Linked DNA regions of Mus musculus: all the other regions are linked to region 3. Evidence: chromatin contacts called from public promoter capture Hi-C data. All regions are on one chromosome and are shown on one strand. The core of a region is the stretch at or near the end of the contact, and the rest is flanking DNA. Distances in the headings are between cores, read along the strand shown. Region 1 holds the start of Lhx9 (LIM homeobox protein 9). Region 2 holds the start of F13b (coagulation factor XIII, beta subunit). Region 3 holds the start of Platr22 (pluripotency associated transcript 22).

The links. Promoter capture Hi-C pulls out the DNA fragments that hold promoters and counts their contacts.
Region 1: a contact with region 3 is called in a promoter capture Hi-C map of hippocampal neurons, with 3 times the contacts expected there. The contact joins the promoter of Lhx9 here to the promoter of Platr22 in region 3. A contact is called at or near these places in 5 of 39 promoter capture datasets (the 3T3-L1 cell line, embryonic stem cells, hippocampal neurons and 2 more) and 2 of 9 other capture datasets (adipose tissue and liver).
Region 2: a promoter capture Hi-C map of liver shows a contact between it and region 3, with 3 times the contacts expected there. The contact joins the promoter of F13b here to the promoter of Platr22 in region 3. A contact is called at or near these places in 1 of 39 promoter capture datasets (liver) and 1 of 115 datasets of contacts at active chromatin or transcription factors (embryonic stem cells).

Annotation. Positions count from the first base shown.
Region 1 is chr1:138,841,187-138,845,868 of GRCm38.p6, forward strand. It overlaps Lhx9 (LIM homeobox protein 9), which reads right to left and starts at 1,258. Exons shown (of 5, transcript NM_001042577.1): 1 at 622-1,258. The coding sequence starts at 795.
Region 2 is chr1:139,498,596-139,503,162 of GRCm38.p6, forward strand. It overlaps F13b (coagulation factor XIII, beta subunit), which reads left to right and starts at 3,112. Exons shown (of 12, transcript NM_031164.2): 1 at 3,112-3,217. The coding sequence starts at 3,151.
Region 3 is chr1:136,694,670-136,699,693 of GRCm38.p6, forward strand. Platr22 (pluripotency associated transcript 22) reads left to right here and starts at 1,542. Exons shown (of 5, transcript NR_037986.1): 1 at 1,542-1,722. It also overlaps the pseudogene Gm24086.

The sequences.
Region 1 (4,682 bases), core at 8-2,507, 2.1 Mb after region 3:
GAGGTTGTAGCGCTCATGTTCTTGCTTTTAGACTAGGGACCCGCTCCTTCGCATTTTATTTGATTTGATTTCCCACTATCCAATACACTGGTCCCATAAGGAAGAGAAACGCAATTTTTGTGACGACCAGAGCAGCTGAACTGTCCTGCAGAGCCCCTAACAATCTCTGGTTTCGGGTGCTGAGCTCCGAAGAATGGGAAAAGGACCAGAACGTTGAGGTCTACTCTGAAGGTCTTGTCTTCTATCCCAGGGCAAGGACGCCAGGCCGGTAAGTAGTCCCCCTATTAACTGCACCAAGGCTTGCCCTGGGGGCGGGCGGATCCGGCCTGGCGGCCAGGTCGCGGGAGACTGGAGTTTGTGGTTGGCAGGGAGCACGCCCGCTCCTTCCAAGGCCCGCTGCCCTGTCGGCTCGGGATCAGCTGCTATACAAAGACTGGAGAGCTCAGGACTACAACATCTTAGACACCTCGATTCGGAAAGGGAACCTTGCCTAGCAAGCACGCCTCTCGTGAAAACCTTGCGAACATCCCTAGGCAAAAGTCCCCGGGACCCGCCATCCCCAACCTGGGCGGACCGGGAGACTCGCTGTTTCCCGGGCGCCGCGCCCGGACTGGTCCTTACCGCGTCGCGGCCGTTGAGCTGAGTGCCTTTGGTCAGACGGGCCTCAGTCTTGGATCTGCGCTCCATCTCCTCCATGATACCTTGGATGTGGCCTCCGGAGATTCCGTGGAAGAGCATGGCTGGGGGGCGGAAAGGACACGAATTGTTTTCGGCTCGGCACCCCACTATTTCCATAAACACACGCCTGGGGCTCTCAGTTCATTCGAGTGAAGAAGCAAAAGCGACCGCACAGGGCTGCGCGATGCAGAAGCGTAGAGACGCGTTGGGGAACAGGGACAAGAGAGGAAAGAAGAAAACGACAGAGTAGAAATAGCTCTACTTGAGAGGGAAAAGACCGAGGCAAAAGAACGACGGGGAAGGGGGCGGGGGGGGGGGATATCCAGGGTTTTCCAGAAGGAGATGTGCAGAAAACAAACAAACGCGGACGGAGGGAAAAGCAGGCGATTCTAACTGCAGCGAGAGATCGAGTTACTAATGGAAAACAACTGCCGAGGGGGGTTGAAGTGGGGGGGAGGAAAACAAAATCTAAGGAAGAAAGAAAAATAGTTTTGAACACAAAGAAAGAGAACGAAGTGCTAGATTCAGCGGTCCCCGGCTGCCTGCAAGTTCCCAGTGCCTGTAGGTTGCGTTGGGGACTGCTCCAGCCGGAGCTGTGTCCAATTTGTTAAGAGACTAAAGCCAGCCCATTTTTGATAATTTAGTAGGAGGAGTCCTCTCCCTGGAGCTGCCACGGATTTTTATTCAGACAACAAAGACCTGTCATACCTCCTCTCAACCCCCTGGTGATGGGCAAGCAGGGACAAACATTACAAAGGGGTGGGGGACTGGGGGAAAGGCAGAAGGAGGGGGTCTTTACCCCCTCCCCACATGCGCGCCTGCACACACACACACACACACACACACACACACACCCTCAAGCATACATCTTTCCAAGAGTTCCCAACAGTCATGTTTTCAAAGCGGTAAAGGAGCCCTTATTGTCCGCATCCTGGATTTGATCCTAGTTTATCCGACCCCAGCCAGGAGTGCACAGAAGATCAGTTCCAAACCTTAAGTTTCCTTCTCATCTACAGACTTTTTTAAATCCCCGTTTTACAAGACTGTCACCAGAAATGTATAAAAACCCCACAGACTTTGAATCACTCCACGGAAACGGTACTTTTAATGTATGCTCCCTTGCTCCCCATCTCTTCTTAACTTACTTATTAAAAGCACTCTTCAGACAGTTGTCTGCTTGCCTAACCTCCCCGAGGGCAGGCGGTGCCACCAGGCTCTGAGACGTCCACCAAAGTGAAAAAGGGGCGTGGAGAGCCTACTTTTCTGAGTAATACTTTTGGAAATATATATATTTACTATATATATATATACATATATATAGTAAATTTTTCGAGTGTACAGGCCAGGACATGCTTTTGTAGACTGTATACTTAACAGAACCTTGACCGTGGAGCGGGTTACTCTTTTACCTAATTCTAGATTGAAGGTAAACTTGGAATTCTAGAGTCCCCTTTGGAATTTGTCACCGTGCACAGGTCTTGGGTGAGCTGGATGCCCGACTAGGGTAGGACGACGAGGCAATAGCCGCTAGTGTTCCACACACTTAGAAGGGTGTGAAAGAGGCTCTGGGTGGAGGCGGGGAAGTGAGAACTAACAGGCAGGATGGCAGACTGCTCCTCACAAGAGATGGTATTGTTCTGTCGCCCTCTGTTCTAGTTAGCTCGGCCCTTCCCCTCCCTCTGGACCCATTAAAACGTGTCCACAATACCGCAATACTCTGATATTGTGGATTCACTGAAACGACCACGGGGTGGGGGTGGGGGGAGTCCTAGGATCGTGATGCCAGGAGCAGCGACGGGAACTTAATCCGAAAGGGAAGAAAGCCTGGCCGCTCCCGCTCCTCTCTGCCTGCTCGCCAGTCTCGGCTTCACCACCACTTCTCGGGCTTGCGGGCGAGCATCGGGGCTTCTGTCTAGAAAGCTGGAGAAGCACCCCGCGGCACCGCCGCCTCCCTCCACCCAGGCGGCTCCACGTGGAACTTTAACCCAATCTGGAAGGAAGGCTGAGGAGAAGAAGCTGGGGAAAGGGGCTAGGGAAGGAAAGGAAGAAAGAAGAGAATAAAGGAACCGTGTGAATGAGAGGGGGACTTAGGAAGAAGAGAGCGAAGGACGTGAAAGTGGAAGGAAGAGTCGGAGAAGAAATGAAGAGGAGGAAACGACTCCCAGTGCTGCAGCCTAACTTCCTGTCCCAAAGCTTCACTTTCTGGGGCTCCTGGGGTCGCTTCTTCCTGAAACTCAAGTCTCCACTATTTCCCCACCTTTTCCCCTTTCTGGGTCAAAATAAAGTTATTTGCAGAGTGGGCGCTTTTAGGGTCCTCTGGGTGCCAGAATACAGCTCATAAAACACAATTTCACACAAAAAAAATGAAGCCAATCAAGTGAACTAAGCTGGAGAAGTCCCCCCTCCCCATTTTGGCAGCCCTACCTGACAGCAGGACGGCTATTTACTGTAAGTAATGTAATTAGCCCCTTTGGATGGAAATCAATGAGCTCTCTAAACCCACGTGCACACAAGAAGGGCCTCAAGGAGGGGCTGGGTCAGGGGCCCTTTCAGAGACAGCAGGTCTGCTCACAAAGGGGCAGATTGCCTTCTTACAAGTCAGCAGTTAAACTGACTCAGAGCCCAAGGAGGAGGAGGAAGAGGAGGGGTCTACCCAAGGAACTAGTCAATTAACCCAAGGAGGCTAGAAGCCCAATGTAAATATAGGACTGGGGTCCACTCTACCTAAACACTCCCCATTTTCAGATGGAAGTGTTTGGAATTGGCCTTGGATGTTGGATATTGCTCTGTCCAGCAAGGGCATTAAAAAATAACAATAATAACAAAACCCTAAAACTAAATGAAGGAAAACTTAAAAACAACTCTCAGGAAAAGTCATAAGTTTGGGCCAAGCACAAATATATCTTGTAAGCCTGCGTTCATTCATTCATTCTTTCATTCATCCAATCTGCTTTCTCTACACATATCTTTAAATTGTCTGTAAGGAGAAGCAGGGTAGAGTACTTCTTACCTCTGTTTCTAGCTGAAAACTAACAAGACTGTTCTTTCTTACAAAACTCCAGTAATACATTCCAGGGCCAACAGAGATTGGCCCCTTCCAGAAAGAAGCCAAAAGCCAAGATTTTTTTTCTTTTCTTGCTCTGAGAATGCAGGAAGTCTTTGGAAAGGTGGGAATGAAGCAGGGGTCTAGTGGAGTTTGGGAGGTCCTAGTTAGTTGCGGGGGGGGGGGGGGGGGGGGGGAGGGGAATAGCTCCCTGTTGGTTCAACCCACTCTTCTCTTCCAGCTCCTCAAAAAGGAGAGAGGTGAGGTGGCCTGAGAAGTAGGCGTGTCCATCAGAGTATGCTACCTTTTTGTCTAGGAGCCCTAAGAGACTGGTGAAGAACCCATCTCACCTCCTTTTCTTCACTTCAAGGGCTCTCGGTGATTTTAATAAGGAGGGCATCTTGGCATCTTTGCCAGGTAAAAACACTCCTTTCATGCAGGAAGTGTTTCTCTTCCTCCCAACTCCAGGCTGAATGGGTGGCACATGTTCCACAGAAACTAGAACAGTACAAGTTCAATTCCAGACAGGTGCTGTGCAGTTGTGGGGACTGCATGGCCTGCGTTCGCTGTGAGATCTGGAGTCCTCTTTCCAAACCCAAAGTATCATTAGAGGTAGTGGGACAGATTCCCGGTCTGGCACTGCCCTCCTCCCCCAGAATAGGAAAGAGACTCTCCTCTTTTCTGCTCTGTGGATATCCATACAGCTATTGTTAGAACTTTAAGTAAAGTGGAAATTTGGATTCAAATGAAATAGAAGTGTTTGTATTTAGTGTACCAGATGACAGCGTCTCTAGAAGGGCATAGGAAGAAAGGATGAAGGGCCATTGTCTGGGCTCAGGCAGTCCCACCTAGGAAAAGGTCCTGGCTTATGACTCTTGAGTGGGGCGGGGGTGGCTAGAAGAGGAAAAGTAGAGATGTCCTGGTTTGCTCCAATAACTGCTTGGCTTTAGTCTTCAGAGAG
Region 2 (4,567 bases), core at 1,862-4,361, 2.8 Mb after region 3:
CATGCAGGATCCAGTTCTGGGTAGGATCCTTGGTATTATTTTCTCCCCAGTTGCCTGCATGGAACCTTCTGGAACTATATAAGTTAATCATCTGAGGGAGTTTCCTGGCCAGTTTGAGATTAGTTTCTCTGTGTCCTGTATCCAGGGTAAGCGATATCTTTAGCAATGGAGTCTTACTATGTAATTATGGTGGGCCACCAAGAACTGGCAATAGCCTGTGTTTGGGGGCACCTCTGGAGTTTCACTTACCAATAACTAAGGGGGTTCTATCCCATGCCTAATACTGAAGATTTCATATAAGAACCCATTTCTTCTGGGAGCAACGATGTACACAGGTTCTCTCTCTCTCTCTCTCTCTCTCTCTCTCTCTCTCTCTCTCTCTCTCTCTCTCTCTCTCTGGTGTCTGCTAAGCCCCTGCCTACCCTTTCCTATCCCCAATCCCCACTTAACCTTTAACTCCTAGTATTTCCCCCTTCTCCTCTCATGTCAATTGTGTTCTGCTTTTTGTTCTAGTTGAATTTGTCCTGAGTTGGATGAAAATAGATCTTCATATAACTTTTGTGTGCCCTTTATCAATACCTCATTTCCCCATTCCCTCCATTATTGAAGCTTTCTGCCCCCAATACTGTCTCTCTTAACTTTCATTTTACCTGTATTTTACCATCCCCCTTGCCTCAAGGACTCACATGCCCACATTGGCCCTTTTCTAGGTTCCTGGCCTTGACATACAAAAGATTCTAAGCTAGGATTTCTATTCGAGGAACAGGTGGTGCTTAAGCACCAAGAACTTCAGTATAATCATTTTTAGTTCTACCCATCACAATGGCAATTTATGCCTTTCAATAATTTTAAATGAAAATGGACAAAAATCCTAGATTTTAAAAACAATAGAGTAGGGGCTGGAGAAGATGAGTCAACAGATAAGAGCATTTGCTACCTTCGATGAGGACCTGGCTTTGTTTTACAATACCCATTCTTAGCCATCTGTAAGTACAGTTCCAGGGACCCTCTTCTGGACTTTGTGTATATAATGTGTATAATGGAAGAGGTAAGTATTGTCTTAGTTAGGGTTTCCATTGTTGTAAAAAGTCACCGTGACCAAGACAGCTCTTATAAGGACAACCTTTAACTAATGCTGGCTACAGTTTCAAAGGTTCAGTCCATTGTCATCAAGGCAGTAGCAGGGTAGCATCCAGGCAGGTATGGTGCAGGAGGAGCTGAGAGTTTGACAACTTCATCTGAAGGGTTCTATACAATTGGTTTCAATGTTGTTAGGAGGAGGGTCTCATTGCCACCCTCCATATTGACACACTTCCTCCAACAAGGCCACACCTCCTAATAGTGCCACTCCCTGGGACAAGCTTATTCAAACCACTACAAATGTATTTAAAAAAAAAAAGACAACTATCCTGCCTATTGTCTAACATTGTTTTAAAGATAGGAACAGGCTGATAAAGAGGGAAGCAAAAACATTCCATTCAAATGTTTCTCAGTGGAGAGGAAGTGTGAGTGAAGGAGAGAAACAAAATTTAAATCAAAATAGCAGTGCCTTTGGGCTTTCAGAACTGTGAACTTAAGAAACACATTTTCTTTGAGTGCTGAGAATCAGTCATAGCGAAGACACAAAGAACTAAAATACCTGTCAAGACTGAATCAGAAAAAAACAAAACAAAACAAAAATTAGACAAATTAGAACAGACTTAAACTGAACAAGAAATTAAGAACAGAAAATCTAAAGACCTTTTCTAGATGGCGGTTTCTCCCAAATATTTTGAGATCAACTAGAACCACCTTGCTTTCATTGTGTCCAGAAAGAAGCAAAGAAGTTTCCAGACTCCTTCAGTAAAGCCAGCATCACAGGATACCAAAGCCGGACAAGGCTATTCCTGATGAACAGACACCAGCACAAACAGGAAATTAGTAAACGCAGGAGAGCACTGAATGGAGTGTATACCACCAACTAGGACTTGCTCTTGAGATACAAAGATATGTTAAATAAGGAACCTAATCAATATACCACAGCAAAGACCAGAAGGTTGGGGCAGCAGTTTAATACTGGGCACTGCTATGCTTTGAATATATATTCCGAATAATCACATGTAGGACCCAAAGTTCTGTAACACAATAGTTTTCAGAGGTGAAGCCTAGGTGAAAAGAGTTGAGAGCTTTTGGTGCAGCTTCTAAGAACTTGACATTTGTCACTGGGCTGGGACAAGAAGTAGGCTCAGATAAGAATATTAGAAACACGGACCGTGGGGCTTTACTTAATTATTATCTTGTGTGATCTCTTTGCTTACTACTTTGCTTGACTGCTTTCTTGTGTGATCTCCTTGTTTACTACTTTGCTTGATTACTTTGTCTTTGATCTAAGAACCGACCATGTTTTTTGAATGTTGCTAGAAAGGTATAAAAGCAGGCTGGAGAAAAATAAACCTGCCTCAGCCTCAGTACAGGTTGGAGTCGCGCTATAATTTTGTCTAGCTGTTTTTCTTTTTCAATCCTCTCTCCCTCACTTGAGACCTTGAAGACTGACTGAGTTGGCTAGGTCAGGAAAGTGTTTAGGCTGTGGAGACAGGGTCTTTATAACTTGTCCATAGTGGTCATTCAAAACTTTCTCATAAGTGAGTAATACTGTAATACCCAAATACAGCACATATTGTGCCTTACTGCTTTTATAATTTGCTGTCATACTTTAAGAGAAGATCATTTATAATTTGGGAGACTACAGGCCAAACAATGTATTTTCATATCAAGTGTCCACTGCCTCATGCTCTCTAAGTTCATCTTTGCTCAGTTCAAAGCTTGTAAACAGCAGCGAGCAGGTAGACTTTGCCCTAGGAATAAATAGTTGTGACTCTGACTTGAAATATACCCTTCCGTATTTGGCCTGTATTCATTATTTATGCTGCTGTCATTTTTTTGCCTATGTTGCCTCATATGTTCTTATTAAACTCAGAAAATTATTGTCAGCTAATACTGGCACAATATTTTCAATTATTTGAGACTAGTTTAAGTAAAATGTTACCTCGTTCCAAAGGTACTTAGACAGACATTGTAATTATTAACTTGTTTTGTCAAGAGAAGTATTGAGTATTTAGTAATGAGATCCTGGGTGCTTTAGAGCTGTAAAAATCTTCATGAGACACACTGATGATGACGCTGAGACACTTGCCATTTATTCTTTTATTAATCCTCTCAGGAGAACTCTATGCAGAAGGTAAAATTCTTTTATTACTCTTTATTCTCTAAAATACATATAGAGAAGAGAGAGTCTAAGTGTCATCTAAGTATCATAGTTCTTGAATTTTGACCTAATATTTCACTTTCACATGCCAGTTTTGTAATGCATGCTTTACATAAAAGTAACTTGTTTAAACATCTTGATAATGTTTCTTTGGAATCCTTTATTTCTCTAGATTTGGGAGCACGGGGAGCCAGGGTCTAACTACTTTAAAGTGTTTTCTGGTTTATTAGTTATTCGCCAAATTAATGCTGATAATGCTGGTAATCTGGTCAATTTGAAAGTCACATATTTGCCTTAATTATAATTTTAGGCAAGGATCTATGCATAATAGTAACACTTGCATAAGTTTAGTTCTCTCCTCTTTTTAAGAGGAGAGAATATAATGTGGGAAATTTGAAAAAGAACAAAATCACTAGCAAGGTTTCTCCTCATGATTCTATTTTCTTTGGAGTTATTACATAGGGATTATTTTGATGCCAATATTGTTGATTATAGAAACAGGGATATTGGGAGACAGTGAGAGATATGAGTCTGTCAAAATAATGCTATAAATCAAATTGTCCAGAGATATCAACACTACAGATTTGATGTATCAGCCAGGACAGTGAGCCCATTGGTTGGTGTTGTCTCTTCTTTCCAGAGCAGTGGCCCTTGTGGCCATCACTGTCCTCCATAGCAGCTACTTTGGGTCTTACCATGGTAAACGTGTGATTATGCATGGGAAATACTAGAATGTTTGGGAACTTGACTGTGTGTGTTTCACTAGATGCTGACAATGGTGTGGTGACTATAATTTTGTCTTGTTTTTCTCAGCTCTGGCTGACATTATCATTATTTTCTTTCTAAGGCAGCAGAACATGGAGGTAACCATTCTGACTTCATTACCATGGGACACTTTGCCTCCTCAAACAAGTCACATGGCTTATATGCAACTAGGTTCTTTCATTCATTATTACCCTTTTGAAAATGATTTGAAATTATAGGCGTCTATCAAGCCCACTCTATTGGAAGATTGTCTAAACTAGTGGTTCACAACCTGTGAGCTATGACCCCTTTGGAGTCATGTATCGGATGTCCTGTATATCAAATATTTACATTATGATTCACGACAGTAGCAAAACTATACTTAGGAAGTAACAAAATAATTTTATGGTAAAGGGATCATAACAACATTAACTGTATGTATGAAAGGGTCACAGTATTAGGAAGGTTGTGAACCACTAGTCTAAACTAGTGGAGGTGTGTAAGCTATATGCAAAATTTTAATCGCTGAATGTAAAAGATTTGATCATCCATGGGTTTTGGCATCTATGGGGAGCCTTG
Region 3 (5,024 bases), core at 292-2,791:
AGTTTTACTGGCCATAGCTGCATTAGTCATTTACATATTGTTTATGATTGCTTTCATTCTACAGAGCTGGTTATCAGTAGCAGACATTATGTCCTGAACCATAAACTTAACTCTTCCTCTCAGGGTGAAGAGAAATGGCAGTCCCCAATGCTTCTTTAATCTCAGTTAGTCACGGGCATACTTAACTCTCCTTCACGCAAAGCTTTTATTTATTCGACAAATACTTGCTGAGCACACCCCTTTTAAAACAATGTTTAACTCTGTCTCTGTGGTTAGGGAAGTGCATTCGGTGCCTGCCCTCAGCTCTCATCCTTTGGTTGCGATGGCCTTTGGTGACTGTGAGGGGAGAAAGGGAAGAGGTCCCATCCTTGGGTGCTTAGTGCAGCGGGGAGGTTTTGGAGGTAGGACCTGGCTCCTCAGACTGGGACACACCCACCTCCTACTTTGCGAGGCTTTGATCTTTGTGTCTGTGCCTCTGACCTCACTTCACATTGTAAAATGCTTCCGCAGGCGCCCTCTTCCCCTTCCAGCCCAACTTTCCATTTCCTCTGTCTTCTGTCCCAGGTGTTAAAGCTGTATTAACTAAAGATGGGCCAAGGGCACCGGAAAACCAGCTCTTGGCACTTAGGGCGTGTGCCCCAGAGCCAGCATACTTCAGGCTTTACATAGCCACTTTTTTTTTTTTTTTTTTTTTTTTTTTTTTTTTTTTTGAGACAGGGTTTGTATAGCCCTGGCTGTCCTGGAACTCTGTAGACCAGGCTGGCCTTGAACTCTGCAATCAGCCTGCCTCTGCCTCCCAAGTGCTGGGATTAAAGGCATGTGGCACCACTGCCCGGCTACGTAGCCAATTTAATCTGCTCTAGAAAAAAACCTTTCTTTCAAAAGCCAGGTACCTTTTATTCTGTTTCACAGATAGAAACCTTGAAGCTCAGAGAGGTGAAACAATTTGCCCAAGGTCTATTAAACAGAGGAGACTGGACTCTGAATTCAGACTGCAACTCCTGTTTGTAAGCTCTCAGTCATGTAGGTCAAGTGCCAGGCCAAGGAATTGGCATATTCTGTAATGCCAGGAAAGAGGTGAGTAGGAAGCGAGGCTACCTCACCCTGTCTCCCCTGGAAAACTGGTAGTGACAGACCAATGGATTTTGGATTTGAGCATTTCCCACCAAAGGACATAAATTCTAACAGGTAGGAAGTTCGGTGGTAGAGGAAAGCCAGGCATGCCTGAGGCCCAGTCCCCTCCATCAAAAACAAACGGACATCCTGACTTCTGACTACTCCTGGAGTAAGCAAGGGATAATTACCCACAATACCTGGGGCTGTGAATTCAGCAGAACTGACCAGACAGGCAAGGCCTAAGGTACAGGTGGAATGTTAATGACGATGCTAGAGAAAAGGGAGTGTCCAGTAAGTTTGGGGACCGCTGAGTGAGAGGCTTGTAAGATGTGGGCCTGGTGGATTCCTGTGCACAGCAGGGGGTTAGCCACCGCCCTGGGTCAGCAGGCACCTCTAAGGAGGAATGTTCCGAGGAATCAGTTTGGGAATGTGGCTTCAGGCCTGGCCGTTTCCTCTTTGTTTAGTTAGCGATTACCAAACACTTTTGTGTGGGTGCGGATCGGGCTACCGGACTGCCTTGAATCTCTGCTGCTTGCGCCCCGAAAAGGAAGAGGATCAGTACCACGTGACCACCGGCGGCAAGCTCCGTTAGGAAAAGATGTGAAGGTTAGTGAAACAAGATCATACTGGAGTTTTTTACAGAGCCTGGTGACTCAGGGATGGCTCGGTAAAAATACCTGTAGACTGAGGTCGTAGAAGCCGTCCTTGGTGACTAAGGTTTCACGTATCTCAGTTTGTCAAATTCTTTGTTAAGTGGTTCAAAACATTGAGAAAGACCTTAGGGCCCTAACAGAAACTTTCTTCTCAATGACACAGGAGGTCTCGGACTCTGAGTCAGTGGCCCTGGGCTCCAGAGCAAAGTAAGCATGGGAATGCATGGAATTTATTTGTAGTTTGCAGGAAATAAAGTGTTATTGTTAGGGACGTTTCCTGTCATAAACACACACACACACACACACACATATACATCAACACTTTAATTTGGCTTTAAAATAGCAACCTTAGATGTTGTTTTTGATCCAGGAACGTATGGGAAACCCCAAATTATATGTGTTTTGTGTTTTCTTTGCCTTTTTTGAATTTGTGGTGTAAGAATTCTCCATATTTCTCACAGATAGGATGTTAGATGTTTCTAGTTTCTTGGTGCTGTGCACGTAAAGATGTATGACTTCACTGTATGTGTGTGTGTAGGTGACACTGCAGTATAAATAGGGAGATTCTAGAGAGTTCTGTGATGCATTAGATATGAAAAACTAGCCTTTTGAGGCTGATGTGTAGCTCTGTGTCCCAGTACAAAAAGAGCAAAAAACTTAAAAAAATAAAACAACCTGGCGCACACCTTTAATCCCAGCACTCGGGAGGCAGAGGCAGGCGGATTTCTGAGTTCGAGGCCAGCCTGGTCTACAAAGTGAGTTCCAGGTCAGCCAGGGCTATACAGAGAAACCCTGTCTCGAAAAACTAAACAAACAAACAAACAAACAAAAAACCAACCCAAAACTAATAATAGCACTGGGACTCCCAATTAGGGAGGAAACTATTTATGTATGACATTCTCAAAAAGAAAATTTTAATTAAAAAAAAGAAAAGAGTGCTCACTTCGGCAGCACATATACTAAAATTGGAATGATACATCCTGGCCCCTGCTGCAAGGATGGCATGTAAATTTGTGAAGCGTTTCATAAATTAAAAAAAAAGAAAAGAAAAGAAAAGCAAGGTGGAGGGTGGTAAGCCTGCTTGGGGTGTGCCGGCGGGGGGGTGGGGGGTGGGGTGGGGGGCTTGGCAGAGTGCAGGATGTGGGGGTGGTGTGCGGGGGGGGGGGGGGGAGGGCGGGCGGGGGAGGTGCTGGGAAGGGAAGAAAGTCCAGCCTTCCTCCCCAGTGCTTCCCAAGGTTTTGGAAACTATCTTAGGGACTTTTCTTCTTGAGAGAGCAACACACATAGATATTCAACAGTTAGCACCGATGGTCTGGACCATCTACGAGTGTGGCTGAAGTGTTAAGGTCCTGGGGCTTATGTTAAGGAGTCAGTGTCCTGGGAGGTGTTAGGGTAGTGACCATTTGCCAGTTGATATATAAGGATGTTATTTTTATAATAATTTTAATTATTTGTGTATATAAGTATATATATTGGTACACATCACATGTGTGCTCCTGGTGCCCATGGAGATGAGGGGTCCAGGATCCCCTGGAACTGGAGTTATAGACAGTTGTAAACTATGTGGGTGCTGGTAATCAAGTCCGGGTACTCTGCAGGAGCAGCCAGTGTTTTTAACCACTGAGCCATCTCTCCAGCCCTGTGTTTTCTTTCTATTCATTTTTGGTTTTTCTTAGAGACAGGGTCTCACTGTGTAGCCCCACCTGCAGCTTGCTGTGTAACCCAGGCTGACCTTGAACTCACAGAGATGCCCTTGTCTCTCCTGACTACTGAGTGGTGGGGTTAAGTGTGCAACTGGGCCTTTTTCCTTTCTTCTTTTAGACCTATTTATTTTATTATTTTATGTGTATGAGTGTTTTTCTTGCAGGTAGGTCTGGACATCTTGTGCATCCTGAAGTTGGAGTTGGATGCTTGTGAACCCCCATTCAGTTGCTGGAAATGCAGATCCTTTATGAAATAGCAAGTGTTCTTATCCACTGAGCCATCTCTCCAGCTCTGGGCTTTATTTTCTCAATTGTAGTTAGCTTATTTCTTGGATTCAGAAAAGCCCTTTGGATAAGCCCTCAGCAGTGAGGGTCAGACTTGTGCATGGAGATAGAGAAGGCAGGAATGTGTCCTGATAGGCTTCCCTTAAGCCCTGGGCACACCCCTGTCGGCTTCAGGGAATGATTAAATTCCCGGGTTGCTCAATTGGAGTCCCGTTTCCGTTGCTAGATGAGGTGGCGATCTCTCCTGGCCCAGCCTCCACTTTTTTTGAAACAAGGTCTTGCTTCATAGACCCTGCTGACCTCAAAGTTGCCAAGATCCTCTTGCCTCAGCCTCTGGAATTCTGGGATTACAGGCACATACCACCCTGGGTTCACATTCTCTCTCCTGGCCTCCTCTTCTGGCTCTTTCTCACTTATTTATAGCAGATTGTGTGCTGTTGATTCTGCAGAGCGGTAAGACGGTGAGCCTCAGTAGCACTTTTTTGAGATGCGAGGAGGAGAGAGGAGAAACTCTGAGAGGGAAGGGGCAGGTTGCCAAACTGGTTTAACCCTGCTCTGGAAGGCCAACCAGAAAAAAACAAAAGTCCTAGCTTGGCTCAGAACAGTTTAGCTTACCAACAAAGGGAATTGGGGAAGAGAAGGAAGAAAACAGAAGAGAAAGGGTCAGGGGAAGGGCTCCAGGCTCCTCTCTGCAGGAGAGCTTCGAGGAGTGCTCAAAGGCCTGGCTTGGGAAACATGACTGTTTATTCTGAGGTGTGAGACCTGGGGGACATGCTACCCTGATCTATGGTGATATTTAACCTGAGGAGTGGAAGGAGAATTGTCTTCAAAAGCAGCAGGCTGTCAGTTTCCTGGAGATATTGCTTGCGCACTTGAGTAGGTGAAGGCCCGGGTCTGCCTGCGTTCAGTTCTCAGAATTCACAGAGCAGAAATGAAAGTTGTCTTCTGACTTCGTACGTGTGCTCCCTAGCACAGTAAATAAGTGTAACAAGACGATTTTTAAAAGGAAACACCCGTTTTCTTTTCTTTTTTTTTTTTCTTTTTTTTTTTTTTTTTTTTGGTTTTTTTGAGACAGGGTTTCTCTGTATAGCCCTGGCTGTCCTGGAACTCACTTTGTAGACCAGGCTGGCCTCGAACTCAGAAATCTGCCTGCCTCTGCCTCCCGAGTGCTGGGATTAAAGGCGTGCGCCACTACACCCGGCTTTTTCTTTTTCTTTTTTCTTTTTTTTTGGTACTCGTTTTCTTAAAACCACTTTGCAGATCTAAT